Regions from separate parts of the Macaca mulatta genome. Here region 1 is linked to region 2. The links are chromatin contacts, called in public Hi-C maps. All regions are on one chromosome and are shown on one strand. The core of a region is the stretch at or near the end of the contact, and the rest is flanking DNA. Distances in the headings are between cores, read along the strand shown.

Region 1 (4,706 bases), core at 779-3,278, 560 kb before region 2:
CAAAAAAAAAGACATGAGTCTAAAGAACAAATAGATCATTTTTTCTCTCTACTACTATCCATTCCAAAAAATGTTATTGGCCTGGCGCAGTGGCTCATGCCTCTAATCCCAGCACTTTGGGAGGCCAAAACAGGTGGATCGCCTGAGGTCAGGAGTTCAAGACCAGCCTGGCCAACGTGACGAAACCCTATCTCTACTAAAAATATAAAAATTAGCTGAGCTTGGTGGTGCATGCCTGTAGTCCCAGCTACTCAGGAGGCTGAAGAAAAGAATTACTTGAACCTGGGAGGTAGATGCTGTGGTGAGCCAAAATTGCACCACTGCACTCTAGCCTGGGCATCAGAGCAAGACTCTGTCTTAAAAAAAAAAAAAAAAAAAGAAACGAAAAAAGTTGTTGACCTTTACATGCCAGTCACCCTAGGGTAGGTAGGGACTAAGATTTACCAGTCTTGGTGGTTGGGAGTGACATAGTGTGCTTTGCAATTTTGAGAGCACTGTTGGGCAAAAGTAAGCCAATATAAATGACTCTATTAATAAAAAGTCATTTTGTGTTGGGTTTTGATCATTTCACCTCAGCAAGTGGGATATTTACATTTCTCACAGGAAAAATCATGTGATGAGGACACAGGAACAATTGAAGAGCCAGTTGACAGTGGACCCAGGCAGAGGGTGAGAGGAAGAAAGGGCTGGAGAACTGGGCCATTCTATTCACAGCCAGTGGCTGCTTGCCTTTTGGCTGCACCATTGCAGCTGCATCCTGGTTCCTAACTGGTCATGAGAGTCCCCTGAAAGGGTTTTCCATGCACCAGCAGCTATGGGACCAGATGGAGATGTGGATAAGCAAACCATCGCATAGGTACCAGGTGTTCGTGTCTTCCCAAGAAGTGCAGATGATCCACACAGCCACATGACCTTTTCATGTACATGAAGCCAAAAAAAAAAAGTATTATTTATGAGTTTCTGTTAACTTCACGTTAAGTTACAAAATAAAGTTTAGCCATGTATAATCAAGGCAGGGGTTATACTCTAGCTGAATTCTAAAGGTGAACAGAAAATAATCCATGCTGAACTATAGAACTAGATGTTGGAAGAAATGGCAAGGTTGGAGTAACAACGGTACAGTTTACTGAGTGTTTACTATGTGCCGAGCACAATGCTAAGCATTTGATAGGCATCAGCTCATTTAATCCAATTTATAAGGTAGTACTATCATCACCATCCCCATTTTCCACAGGAGGAAACTCAGGCAGAGAGATGTGAGGTTATGTGCCCAAAGTCACATGTTTGTAAGTGGCAGAGCAAAGTCTGATTGACTTCAAAGCCCATGCTTCTTTCACTTTGCTCTATTGCATTTATAGCGAGGGGCAATGCTGCCTTCATCAGGACCCACAGGAAGGAATCTGATGGGGAGGGGGCAGGGAGCTGATGGAAATCATAGAGGAACCTCTTGGTGCATGGTTGGAGTGGAGAGCAAGGCTAAACTGGGCACAGTCACCCTGAACCCAACACTTTGGGAAGGCAGATTCCTGGAAGCTTGCACTTGATTCCACATCCAAAGATCCCCCAAAGTGTGTTTGACTACTGAAGAAAGGAAGACACTGAAAAATAGGCTGGGCACCGTGGTTCACACCTGTAATCCCAGCACTTTAGGAGGTCGAGGCGAGTGGATCACCTGAGGTCAGGAGTTCGAGACCAGCCTGGCCAATATGGTGAAACCCTATCTCTACTAAAAATACAAAAATTAGCCAGGCATGGTGGCAGGTACTTGTAATTTCAGCTACTCAGGAGGCTGAGGCAGGAGAATTGTTTGAACCCAGGAGGCAGATGTTGCAGTTAGCCGAGATCATGCCATTGCACACAAGCCTGGGCAACAAGAGCTTCATTCCATTAAAAAAAAAAAAAAAAAAAAAAAAAAAAAAGAACTGTAGCCAACAAAATTACAAGTTATTCCACTGAAAAAATAATTAAATTGAGTGATTCTGTTCAACCTGTGTTTGTCAAGTACAGTGTCAAGGGGAATCACTGTGGCAGCACAGAGACTCTCTAACAGGCCAGATTTTAGGACACAAAAGATTGAGAAAAGGATACGTAATCCTGGATAAAAGTCTAGCTAGAACCTGTGGGTATAATGCAGCAAAGAGGCTGAATCTGAAAAACAACAACAAAAAAATGCTCTAAAGACAGCAAAATAGTGTCTTGAAAGCTGCTGCTTTTGGATTGAGAACAAGGAAGGATAGGCCCAGTGTGTGTGGCAGATGGTATAATGTTAGATGATGAGGAAAGGCAGAATTCTCAGCTCTCAGCTTTTCTGTTTTCTCTATCAAGGGAAAACGATCTTCAATCTAGAAACATTAAATATCTAGAAGGGACTGAATATAGATAGGTGGAAAAAATGAGAGAGTTGTAAGCCCAGGTGAAAGATGGAACATAGAATAGTGTCTTGCATGTAGCGTTACTCAATCAGAAGTTGCTCAGTTAAGCCCCTGTTTTAGAAATATCTTGCACATTGACCGGGCGCGATTGCTCACACCTGTAATCCCAGCACTGTGGGAGGCTGAGGTGGGTGGATCACTTGAGCCCAGGAGTTCAAGACCGGCCTGGGCAACGTGGCGAAACCCCATCTCTACTAAAAACACAAAAATTAGTCCGGCATGGTGGCACATGCCTGTAATCCCAGCTACTCAGGAGGCTGAGACAGGAGACTCTCTTAAACCTGGGAGACAGGGGTTGCAGTGAGCAGAGATCACACCACTGCACTCCAGCCCGGGTGACAGGGTGAGATTCGTTCTCAAAACAAAACAAAACAAAACAAAAGGAATAGCTTGTACGTATGACCTCAGTCTTTGAAAACTCATGGAGAATTTTGGAACCAAAAGACTAAAGGTTTTGGAGCATATTTTCCACTTTTCATATGGCAAAGAAACATGAATTATGACCCTTGTCAAAATTCTAGAAACAATTATTATTATTATTATTTTGAGATGGAGTTTTGCTCCTGTTGCCCAGGCTGGAGTGCAATGATGCAATCTCGGCTCACTGCAACCTCCACCTCCCAATTTCAAGCGATTCTCCTGTCTCAGCCGCTGAGTAGCTGGGATTACAGGTGCCTACCACCATGCCAAGCTAATTTTTGGTATTTTCAGTAGAGACGCAGTTTCACCATGTTGGCCAAGCTGGTCTTGAACTCCTGACCCCAGATGATCCCCTCACCTCGGCCTCCCAAAGTGCTGGGATTATAGGCGTGAGCTACCACGCCCAGCCTAGAAACAATTATTAAAGAAATTGTGGGCCAGGCACGATGTCTGATCACAAGGCAGGAGATCGAGACCATCCTGGCTAACATGGTGAAACCCCGTCTCTACTAAAAAAAAAAAAAATACAAAAAAATTAGCTGGGCGTGGTGGTGGGCACCTGTAGTCCCAGCTACTTGGGAGGCTGAGGCAGGAGAATGGCGTGAACCTGGGAGGCGGAGCTTGCAGTGAGCCAAGATTGCACCACTGTACTCCAGCCTGGGCAACAGAGCTAGACTCCATCTCAAAAAAAAAAAAAAAGAAAGAAAGAAAAGAAATTGTGAGTATTTAGAAAGAATTTTGAGATTACTAGGAACCACTAGTGTTTATTGAGAAGCTGTGAAAAACAAATGTCATTTCTTTTTCTGGGTGGAGATGCAAGGTTTGTAGTGCCAATGAACGTGACAGACATTGTGGAACTTCAGTTCAGGAAATTATTTTGACCTTGGTCATCTCTCTAACAGCCTCATAGACAAGATACAGCAATGTGGGCTGGATGATACCAGTTTGGTGCATATAGAGTCAGCTTCATCCAAAGGCTGAGAAAGGTCCCTAATGATGGGCCAGATGGCTGTCTTCCATGTCCAGTTCCATCTGACATTTTGCTTTCTAATATCACATAAATGTACAGGATGCCCATTTATCAATTCTGCAGAAATCTCAGAGTTAGGAGAAATGTATCAGCTGGATAAAATATTCAAAAGATATCTCCATAATGGGCCAAATAAATAAGGTGATATTTAACAAGATGCATATAAAGTCTTGAATTGGGTTATGAAAAAGATCAGTTGCACAAGTAGGAGATGAAGGTATCAGACTTAACTACCACCATTGTGGAAAAGCCAGAGTTCATTTACTGGTAAATAAGAGCCCCAGTGAAAATGCTGCTAAAAAGACTTCTCAATCTCTGGGCATAGGATGAAGGTGTGAGAGGGTCTCTCTATTTTGGGTTGTTTATATATTGTTTAATTCTAGACTGTCTTTAAGATATATCTTGGAAAATTAGAGTGTAAGCAGAATGGGCATCCTTCCTATGACAAAATGACAGACGATCTGGAGGCACTGTGAAAAGAGCAAACTTCAGTCAATTGAGACGTGTCCTCAAATATCTAAAGGTCTGTCATGTAAAATATACAGTGACTGTTTTCCATCCTCCTCCAGGGAGAAAAACTGGAATCAATGGCTAGCTGTCAACCCATTGAAGGCCAATAGAAAGTTTTCAGGACTTAAAAGTACACAGCCCTGCAGTAGACTTCCTGAACAGAAGGGAGCTCCCTCATCCCATGGATAATTATAGAGCAGTCACCTGTCAGGGAGGAATGGAGGGAATTCCTGCATTGGCTCATGGCTGGACCAGATGACCCCGGAGGGTTCTTCTACCATGTATATTGTATGATTTCAGTAGTGACAGTTCCC
Region 2 (4,464 bases), core at 1,735-4,234:
AGCTGAAGTGTATGTGGCAGTATATTAAATCGGTGACTATTGTAGGAAAGTCAGGACCCACTAAGTCACTAGAGTAGAGGTCAGAGATAAGTGTTTTAGGTACATTCAGAATACACATAATAATCTGAATGGGTAAACTGGATCTGGCCTGCTGTTGAATAAAAAAGCTTGACTTATATAGACTCCAACACGTGACTTAAAAGGCCCTGAAATGAAGGCAGGCCTGGTGTAACACCCTTGGGCCCTTTGAGAAAGATAGTTATATTTTAGGGGATATGAATTGGGGACTGAGAGAAATTAGAATTTATTTAACAAGTACTTTTTGAGCACCAACTGCATGCCAGCCACTGTTTCAGGTGTTAGAAATTCGGTAGTGAACAAAACAAAGTTCTTTTTCTCATGGAGCCCACACTTGGGTGGAGAACACAAGAACTACCCAAGCAAATAAATACTCAGTATGTCAGGGGATGCTAACTGCTTATGTGGAATAATGGTCCTTTGTCACAACTGATTTTTTTTTTTTTTTTTTTGAGATAGGGTCTTACTGTGTTCCCCAGGCTGGCCTAAACTCCTGGGCTGAAGTGATCCTCATGCCTCAGGCTCCCGAGTAGCTGGGACTACAGTTATGCACTGCCATGCCCCAGCCTTCTTCACAATTGAAAGTTACTTGCTTTTTGGATTAAAAGTGTATAATTTCAGAAAATAATTCCCCCAATAGATATGTTGATGTTTCTGGCTTGTATTATGTACTAAGTGATGTGCATTAGACATTACCAACCAGAGCTCTATCACTGCTGTGAAATTATTTTGCCTAACCTCAGTCGCTATTGTTGGTGTTGCTTCTGATATTCCCATGTTACAAACACTCATTCTGCAGTTGAACACAAGTGATTTAATGTGTGCAAATGAATGTGGCAGATTGTGAATAGTATCTATATTTGATTTTAGTGGACATGTGAGGGCCCGAAGGTTGGTTCTTGTGCTAGAGGGAAAAAGTGGTGGCTGACCAGTTGAAATGATGGAGAATTAATAAAATTATTTAAAGCATTTGACAGTATCTTAAGTACCAGCCTCTCAAGTTAAATACTGTGTGCTTTGTTGGACAAACACAAGGTGCTATTACAATCAAGGTATAATGGTACTTCAGGGCTAAGGTTACGCTGAAAAATTTGTATCATGTAGATAGTTTCTTTGGCTCTTAGAGTTTTTGTGACTTCTCAGACTTTAATTTTGCTATATTTTTACTCCAACAACAGAAACATTAAGGCCATCTAAAATAAACTCAGCTGATACATTTTAACAAATTTGGGCATACAGTACTTAAAATTTAACATCCAACATTAACCACATTAATTTGATAAGGAAGCAAACAAAGTGACCAATAATTAAAGGGCCCTAAACAAGTTAAACTTTGCATTTGGATTCTCTAGATCTTTGTTACAGACAGACATGTACATAGGTTTCCCCCTACTTCCATGTAATGGCTTAGGCTCATTAGACCCAAGGGGTTATAAAGTATTTTTAGTAGAGAAGAGAACTGATAGGTATTGCTGGCAAAAAAAGAAACTATGTAGCCAGGTTCCATGCTATTTGTCATTAGTGACTTCTTTCATGTTTACTGAGCTCTGTGAGGTAGGTTATTCTATTCCTTTCTATGGAAGAGGCTTAGAGAGATGCTGCCTTATAATAGCCAGCTTTGCACCCCAGCCTGCCTGTACCATCTCTTAAGAGAAGATAAGACATGATTCCTGGCCGGGTGCGATGGCTTATGCCTGTAATCCCAGCACTTTGGGAGGCCAAGGTGGGTGGATCACTTGAGGTCAGAAGTTTAAGACCAGCCTGGCCAACATGGTGAAACCCTATCTCTACTAAAAATACAAAAATTGGCTGGGCATGGTGGAGGGTACCTATAATCCCAGCTACTCGGGAGTCTGAGGCAGGAGAATCGCTTGAACTCAAAAGGCGGAGGTTGCAGTGAGCTGAGATTGCGCCACTGCACTCCAGCCTGGGTGACAAGAGTGAAACTCCGTCTCAAAAAAAGACATGGTTGCACACTTTGGTACCAGCAAAGCCAAGAGAAGAACCTTAGTTTGTCTCCTCTTTAGTCTGAAGTGGCCTTAGAACCAGCGTTTTCTGAAATTTACTTGTTGGCTCACCACATATGTCACCCTTGCCAACACTGAAGACTTCTTCACAACCCCTCCACTCCTAGCAATAGTGATGGCCAACATTTACTAAATATTTTCTGTGTGCCAACACTATGCATTATCTTATGTAATCCTTATGAAGTAGCTTGCCCAGTGTTAGACAGTCAACTGACATGGGAAATAGGATTTAGATCCAGGTCTCCACATCCTGAGATTGTGACCAAAAGGCTGTACGGTCCATTTGTATCTGATGAGTAGTCTGTTTTTGTAGTCCAGGGCTATAAGGAGCCAATGGGAGAATAATTAGGGGGATGATCGCCCCCTGCTGGCTCCGTGTTGTGTGTAAACCAGACAGCAGCTTCCCCAAGTTGGTGGTGGTTTATGTTGGAGGAGAACCAGCGAATCAGTCCCTCTGTTACCTTTGGCTCTACTAGAAGCTAAGAGAAAAACAGCAGAGGGTGAAGAAAGGAAGGCAGAGTGTAAAAAACAGAGACTATTTGAGTTGGAAATACACTTTCTACATGATTTCAGTGTTGCATATCAAAGGACCTCAAGTGTTAAGTGTGATATCCTCCACCCAGGGTGGGCTATTTAAAAGGGGCCTCCCTGAAATCAGGGTCCAGTTTCTGGAGGCCAAGTTAGGTAGATGAAAACCTGGCCTGGCTGAGCTGTCAGCTAAATCCTGAAAGTACATAGGGAGTGGTTTTCCTGATAAAGCCTGGAGTGATTCCTCCACCTCAATTCTGGGGCACGGTGGGTTCCTCCAGCCCTCCACAGGGCAGCAGCTGGCAAAGCCCTGCCTGCTCAAACTGCCCGGGCACCAGGCTATGTGTCTCCTGTCTGTTTTGGTCTGGATGCCACAGTGAGCAGGAGCCAGGAAGGGAGCACAGAAGGGATTTACTTAGGCGGAGTTACACAACCAGAGGAGGGAAGAGTTGGGGGTGGAGAACGAGGCAAAGAGATTGTTCTCTTTCGATTTTGAGGAAGCACTCACTGCCTTGCAGAAGAGAAGTTCCGTGACACAGTACAGGAACAAACCCAATCAGGGAAGGCACACATTCGCTCAACATATGAAACTGATTTATTTTTATTTTTATTGTTTTAATTGAGACAGGGTCTCACTGCATTGCTCAGGCTTGAATGTAGTGGCACAATCACAGCTGACTGCAGCCTCGACCTCCCAGGCTCAAGGGATCGTCCCATCTCAGCCTCCCAAGTAGCTGGGACTATAGGCATGCGCCACCACGCCCAGCTGATTTCTGTATTTTTAGTAGAGATGGGGTTTTACCATGTTGCCCAAGCTGGTCTTGAACTCCTGGGCTCAAGCGATCCACCCACGTCAGCCTCCCAAAGTGCTGGGATTACAGGTGTGAGCCACCATACCCAACCAAGAAACTTATTTATATATTATGTCAATAATGATCACCAGCATTTATGAGCTCTGTTTTAGTATGCTGAGCATTATGTCCAGTCTATACATAAAGGAACCGTAGCTCAGAAACGCTAAATAAAGTTATCAAGATCTATCTCCAAGAACAGTGACTGTGCCAAGGTTTACCACCACTCTGTATTCTTAACCACATCACTGTACTTTTGAAGAAATAAAGACAAAGTTCGAAAGTTAAAAATAGCTGTCTGTAAAGTAGGAGCTCCCCAAGCAAGGCCAGACCTCTGAGGGCCTTCCACACTGGGTAGATGGTTACTCTGGGTTTCCTCTGAGTTCCTTTTCCAACCCATAGAAAATTGTCTTCCACAAAACCAGTCTCTGGTGCCAAAAAGGCTGGGGACCGCTGCTTTAGAGCCTATCTTTCATCATGCTCTAGTTGCAGCAAAGAGGTGACTGATACTAGAATTCTTAGCAGCTGTTTGAGATTTGGGGCAAATTACCTCACAGCTCAGCCTCAGTTTCCAGTCTGTCTTAAGTGGACATAACAGGATCGCTGCCACGCTCACTGTGATAATTACATTTAGTAATATCTCTGAACATACTGAGCACTCCACAAATGCTTCTGAACCTGAATGTCTTACAGTAATGTGAAAGGAAATTGAGCCAGAGATCTGGACAGGGATCAAGCTTGCGAGAATGTGCTCACTAGGTGCTTTGGACTCTACTGAAATTCTAACAGGAGTCAATATTTTTCAATTACTTTTGAGAAGGAGTCTTGCTCTGTCACCCAGGCTGGAGTGCAGTGGCGCAACCATGACTCACTGCAACCTCCACCTCTCGGGTTCAAGCAATTCCCCTGCCTCAGCCTCCCAAGTAGCTGGGATTACAGGCGTGAGGCACCATGCCTGGCTAATTTTTGAACTTTTAGTA

What was found. Hi-C and Micro-C count contacts between places; a contact is called where the count stands out from the background.
Region 1: a contact with region 2 is called in a Hi-C map of fetal cortical plate, with 4 times the contacts expected there. The contact joins two enhancer-like sites. A contact is called at or near these places in 5 of 14 Hi-C or Micro-C datasets (cortical neurons, fetal cortex germinal zone, fetal cortical plate and 2 more).

What each region holds. Positions count from the first base shown.
Region 1 is chr14:53,122,638-53,127,343 of T2T-MMU8v2.0, reverse strand. The region is part of intron 27 of MICAL2 (microtubule associated monooxygenase, calponin and LIM domain containing 2); the gene reads left to right. Among named protein-coding and RNA genes, the nearest start is that of PARVA, 34 kb to the right of the region's middle. Within about 2 kb of position 2,028, at least 2 of the 40 cell types and tissues checked have an H3K27ac peak or open chromatin away from gene starts, as enhancers often do.
Region 2 is chr14:52,567,246-52,571,709 of T2T-MMU8v2.0, reverse strand. All of the region lies in intron 9 of TEAD1 (TEA domain transcription factor 1), which reads left to right. Among named protein-coding and RNA genes, the nearest start is that of RASSF10, 120 kb to the right of the region's middle. Within about 2 kb of position 2,984, at least 3 of the 40 cell types and tissues checked have an H3K27ac peak or open chromatin away from gene starts, as enhancers often do.